2 separate regions of the Sus scrofa genome follow, and region 2 is linked to region 1. Evidence: chromatin contacts called from public Hi-C data. All regions are on one chromosome and are shown on one strand. The core of a region is the stretch at or near the end of the contact, and the rest is flanking DNA. Distances in the headings are between cores, read along the strand shown.

Region 1 (3,039 bases), core at 238-2,737:
GGAAAAGTGGAAGTGGATAAAAATAGAGAAAGATGTCTAGCACAACCAGCTCCAAGCCAGGGTAAGATCGGCCCAATATGACAAGGCAGAGAAAGGGCAGAGTAATCCGGGGGGAGAAGTACTCTTACCCCTTAAAATACCCAAATAGTATTTGGTTACAAACGTCAACCTTTTTTATTTTTTTGCTTTTTAGGGCTGCATCCACAGCATATGGAAGTTCCCAGGCTAGGGGTAAATCGAAGCTGCAGCTGCCAGCCTATGCCACAGTCACAGCACTGCGGGATCCGAGCTTTGTCTGCAACCTACACCACAGCTCAAGGCAACACCAGATCCTTAACCCACTGAGTGAGGCCAGGGATTGAACCCGCCTCGATACTAGTCGGATTCATTTCCACTGCACCACAATGGACATTCCAAACTTTTTATCAGCCAAAAGTTGAACAAGAAACCCAGAGAAAGTTCTTCAAGATCTGGTTTCCTCATTTCACCCTCCTGAAGGTTCTACTGTACAGCCGCTGGCCAAAATGTGAATGAAACAGAAAAGCAGTGAGAGAGAAAAGATGGTCCCCACTGAGAAGCCAAAAACCACTGTATTTTTTATATTTTCTAGATCTGCCTCGGAGACATTTTAATCTCAGGGAAAACAGGCAGAGTATTGGAACCTTTGTAGACTGTCTCATGAGAAGACAGCTACATGGAGAGTCCATGGTTAGAATTTTCTGGAATCGTTTCTATACCTCTCTACACCACATTCCACTCCGTCCTTGTAATAACTATACCCCAGGCAAGACTGCGTTGGCCTCCTTTGTACCAAGCTCAGTCTCCAGTCGTCTTTCTCCTGCTCTCCACCTTTCCAGGCTTCTAGAAACATGTAATTGGTAGCTCACCAAAGACAGATACTCTGGCATGCAGGCTCCTTAGAGCTGAGACCACACTCCCGCATGGACGACTCTGTCACTTCCAGCACATCTGCCCAACCCAATCAGGCAACACTTGCAAATTATAAACTATCAAGGCCAGAAGTAATCTCATCTCTGTTTTAAAAAACCAATACCTTAGCCTTTTTTTTTTTTAAGTGAAAAGTCCCCTTTCACTTTTCCGAAAAGAGCCTGCCGGTCTCAAATCTGCTTCTTTAAAAATTTATAATTCTCCCGAGTCCCTTTAAGGAAAAAAAAAAAAAAAAAAAAAAAGTCCTCTGTGCAAAGGAGAAAGTAAAAAGGGAAGAATTCATATTTATTCATTTTTAAAAGTCAGGGCGGTAATTTAAATCCTCACATTCCTTTTGATCCTATTATATCTTTAATGGCAGAAGCTCCCAGCGAGGGCTCGAGTGGGATGTAACAAGTTTTAACATTCAAGGGAGCAGATGAACTTGCCGCGGTTTGTGTGACTGAATGAGAAATTACCCAGCTCAGCCCTGCTCGGGGCAACAGGTCGCTCTGCTTGTACTGGATTTGGGTCAAACCTCAAATCAGAAAATATCAGCATCATTTTGTTTGGCAAAGAAGCAGGTTTTGATAACGGTAATCCAACCTGATCAAAGATGCCATTTCCTGCAAGAGGGCAGGTTACTGAACTCAAATTAGAAGGTGACTGTCTAGCCTAAACAAAGTTCAGCTGCATCCCCTGAGCCACAGACTCTCTGAATGGGCCTCATCTAATAGGAACTGATAAAGTCAATTAAGGAAAGAGGTCCTGTACTTCCCTCACCTCTTTTGTTTCTAGGTATTTCTACAATAAATTGATGGACTCCTCAGTCTTGTTAAGAAGTTCTGGGAATCTTTTTTTTTTTTTTTTTTTTGTCTTTTTAGGGCTGCACCTGTGGCATGTGGAGGTTCCCAGGCTAAGGGTCTAATCAGAGCTGTAGCCACCGGCCACAGCCACAGCCACAGCAACACCAGATCCGAGCTGCGTCTTCGACCTACACCACAACTCATGGCCAACGCCAGATCCTTAACCCACTGAACGAGGCCAGGGATCGAACCCGAAACCTCATGGTTCCTAGTCGGATTCGTTTCCACTGCGCCATGACAGGAACTCCTGGGAACACTTTCTTAAAGCACTTTCTTCATTCAAGCTCATCTAAACTCTCACTGTTAAATGCCTTAAAAATGGATGAGGAAAAAATTAAGGAGATTGTATGAGAAGGTTAAAAAAATTTATGGAGTTCCCGTTGTGGCGCAGTGGTTAACGAAGCTGACTAGGAACTATGAGGTTGCAGGTTTGATCCCTGGCCTTGCTCAATGGGTGAAGGATCCGGCCGTGAGCTGTGGTGTAGGTCGCAGACGCGGCTCGGATCCAGCATTGTTGTGGCTCTGGCGTAGGCCTGTGGCTACGGCTCTGATTCGACCCCTAGCCTGGGAATCTCCATATACCACAGGAGTGGCCCTAGAAAAGGCAAAAAGATAAAATAAAATAAAATAAAATAGAATAGAATAGAATAGAATAGAATAGAATAGAATAGAATAGAATAGAATAGAATAGAATAAAATAAAATAAAATAAAATAAAATAAAATAAAATAAAATAAATAAAAAGATTTGTGTAAGGAGGGTGGGGCTTCAGACTCGGCTCAAAGAGCCGGATTCATCGTGATGGCCTCATCAACCAAGTTTTCCATCTCCCTCCCCATGGCCACAGCATCTGGGCATGTAAAGTGTCCCATTCACTGAGGAATCAAGCAAACCAATGTTTCTATACGGTGGTGCCTTGAAGGCCAAAAAAATGGGGGGGGAACCCCAGACAGCAAACAGAGCCGGTGACAAAGATAACCACAAGGAATGTAAACAAAATATTATTACAAGCAGCTCACTCACCACCTCACCCTCAACAACTCCCTGCTCTAGAAGCAAAAAGTGAAAACAGACAAATTTGTGTAAAGAGGAGCAGAGCTGCTCTTCGGGAAGAAGCCATAAATATGAAGATTTTTCTCCATGTGGCTCATTTTTTGAATCCCAAGGCTTGAGAGAATACTTTTCAAAGAGAACCTGGCGGCTAATTTAAATTTGGGGAGCTGGAAGTGAAGCCCCAGGTTGATAAG
Region 2 (3,039 bases), core at 352-2,851, 260 kb before region 1:
GTTAAGGATCCAGCATTGTCATGAGCTGTGGAGACACAGCTTGAATCTGGCATTGTTGTGGCTGCAGCATTGGCTCCCAGCAGCTACAGCTCCGATTTAACCCCTAGCCTGGGAACTTCCATATGCCATTGGTGAAGCCCTAAAAAGTAAACAGAAAAAAAAAATAAGTAAATTAAATAAATAAATAAATAAAGGAAAACACAATAAAACAAAGACATAACTGAAAAAAAAGTAAACGAAATTAAGATGGAGACATATTTCCAAAGTTTAATTGATGCCATGAAAAGAAGAAAACCAAAAAGGTGAAAGAGAAGAAAATGTTTAAAGATATATTCAAGGGAAATTTTCCCAAAATAAAAGAAATTATGTCTCCACATACACTATATCCTGGTAAACACTGGAATAGACAGTCAACATTTAGTTTAAGGATATTGAGTACAAATTATCTGTCTGCAATAAGAAACCTGAGGAAGAAAAAAAATCCAATGATCATTAGAGAAGAAATCGGGTTGGCCACCCTCCATCCTCTCATCTTACATCAGGTCTAGAAGAGAATCAGTGCAAGAAGCAGTTGAGTGCTCTCCACAAAGTCCTCAAGGAAAGAAAGCACTAAATGCAAATTTTGTACCAAGATATACTGCCATTCAAGAAGAAAGGTAGCAAAAATTCTGGACATGTTAGAACTCAGGAATAAAATTCTCTTACCTGCTCTTGAAGAAATTTCTTGATTAAAAATATCCTTGGGCAAATAATATATTTGAAGAGAAAAATAGTAGGAAAAAGTATTCAAGGTGAGCTTTGAATAAAGGACTTTGAATAAAGGACTTTGTCAAAAATAAATTGTGAGTGTATAAAACCTGTACACAATAAAGCTCAACAATACAGAATTAAAATGATTAGATAAAAGCCAAGAGAAGAAGTTGGAGAGAAGATGAGATGGAGGTTATATTAGTATGCTGCTACCTAATTAATTTATAGTGTGTGGTCAAAAAGAGCATTTTAAATCAAGAAATCAAGTAATAGAGATAAAAGTGTATGTTTAAAGATATAAAAGTAAATCTGAGGAAAAATATATTCATTTAAAATTAGATAATTTTGAAGGGAAAGGAGGAAGAACCAAATTGACAAATTTCACTATCATTCAAATTATGGAATAAATCAATTATGTGTAATAAAATAGATGATTAAATGAGTTATTTAATATTATATGTAATAGAGCAAACAATAGAAAATAAACCTATCACAAAAAAATGCAAAAAAAAAAAAAAAAAAGAAATTGAACAAACTGGTATATCCGATAGCATTTCAAAACAGTAGGAAGGAACTAGATTTAGTGAGTCAACTAGTAGTCACATAGGAAAAAATTCAAACAAATCGCTACCTCATATCTTACACAAAAGTGAAATCTAATACCAAAAAAATTTATGTGTGAAAAATAATTGTCGTAAAAACAGAGTTTGGGGACTTCTTTCTTATTATTTTGGCTCAGGATGACCCTGCAGGGAAAAAAGCCAAGGGAATTAATACACTGAGATCACCCTCTCACGTCCTCCAATCTTTGGCCAGTGTTCCCCATCAGCTAAAGCCAGATGCTGCCAGGGAGCAAGTGAGCAGATGCATGCAATCCTTCACTACAAACAAGGCTGGAGAGCAGGTCAGGAGGGGAAATGGTCTCAGACATAGTGCCAAGAATGCACAAGGGTCAAAGGATATTCTCTTCAACAGATGGTATTGGTTAAACTCTATATCCTCATGCAAAAAGATGAAATTAAATCCTTATCTTATGCCATGCACTAAAATGGGCTCCAAGTAGATTAAAGACTTGAAGAACTGAAACTGTAAAACTCCTAGAAGAAAATCCAGGGGAAAATCTCCAACATTTCAGTCTTGTCAATGATTTCATGAATATTAAACTCAAAGTACAGACCACAGGTGGGACTACTAACTGGTACTACCAAACATCAAACTAAAAAAGAAAATAATCAACAGAGTAAAATTCAGCTTACAGACTGGCAGAAAATATTTTCAAACCATAAAACTGAAAAGGGCTTAATCTGAAAATATGCATAAGAAATTCCTATCATTCAATGGAGATACTTAAAAATAGTTCTTTCAATCCCTATCTCAGATGGATGGAGGTTTCTAAGTGGTTTTTTTTAGTTGTTGTTTTTGTTGTTGTTGTTCTTCTTCCTCTTCTTCTCTTTTTTGTTTGTTTCTGGGGATTTTTTGCATTCACCACAAAGACTCCTAGAGCCAAGTATCAAGCTGATGTTTAGTCAAGTGTTTAAAAAAATTTTTGGCATTGAACTTATTCATCAATTTTCCTTTCCACTTATTATTCATATATTTTATATGTAGTATAGCATCTCCTCTATACGATACTTCAAAACCTTTTGGAAAAAGAGTAATATGTAAACAAAGAAATGTAAAAACTGAAATCTACTATGCACGTTTGTCTTTAAATTAAATCAGCACAAACCCTGCAGCTGGACTGCCCGGGTTCGAATCCTCACCCTTCCACTTAGGATCTGTGAGACCTTGGGTATGATAGGTAAGTTTTTTGGGTATCAGTCTCCCCATGTATAGACTAGGAGTAAATAAATATTAGTGTTTCCCCTTAGGTCAAGGTGGGAGTTAAATCACTGTATGTTACACAATTTAGCACGTACAGCATGCATAATAACAAATACAAGTACTACTTATGGTTAGTGTTGAATTTCCATATTATACTCTGCCATACAAGGCTTAGGTTTGGAAATGATATCCAAGGAATTGTAGTTTGGGAAGAGCAGAGGGTGGGTGTAGAAGAACCAATGATCTAACTTCAAACCTAGTTTATCTATTTTCTATCAAGTTCCATTCTTTTACATGTGGGCAATCAAAGCCTGATATCCCAAAAGGTTAAGTGCTTGCCAGGAGCACCCTTCTTCCAGGTGGCAGGGCAAGCCACCATATGTGTGGCGCGAGGCATATAAGCAACAGACTTGCTATCCTAAGAAGTGGGAATCTGGCCTGATGGAAAGAATGCTGGATTCCAGG

The links. Hi-C and Micro-C count contacts between places; a contact is called where the count stands out from the background.
Region 2: a contact with region 1 is called in a Hi-C map of liver, with 8 times the contacts expected there. The contact joins two enhancer-like sites. A contact is called at or near these places in 8 of 47 Hi-C or Micro-C datasets (embryonic fibroblasts, fibroblasts, liver and 1 more) and 1 of 2 datasets of contacts at active chromatin or transcription factors (skeletal muscle).

Annotation. Positions count from the first base shown.
Region 1 is chr15:130,327,449-130,330,487 of Sscrofa11.1, forward strand. No RefSeq gene overlaps it. Among named protein-coding and RNA genes, the nearest start is that of PID1, 110 kb to the left of the region's middle. Within about 2 kb of position 1,488, at least 3 of the 83 cell types and tissues checked have an H3K27ac peak or open chromatin away from gene starts, as enhancers often do. A contact at or near this core is called in liver, where this site is marked.
Region 2 is chr15:130,063,135-130,066,173 of Sscrofa11.1, forward strand. No RefSeq gene overlaps it. Among named protein-coding and RNA genes, the nearest start is that of PID1, 150 kb to the right of the region's middle. Within about 2 kb of position 1,602, at least 4 of the 83 cell types and tissues checked have an H3K27ac peak or open chromatin away from gene starts, as enhancers often do. A contact at or near this core is called in liver, where this site is marked.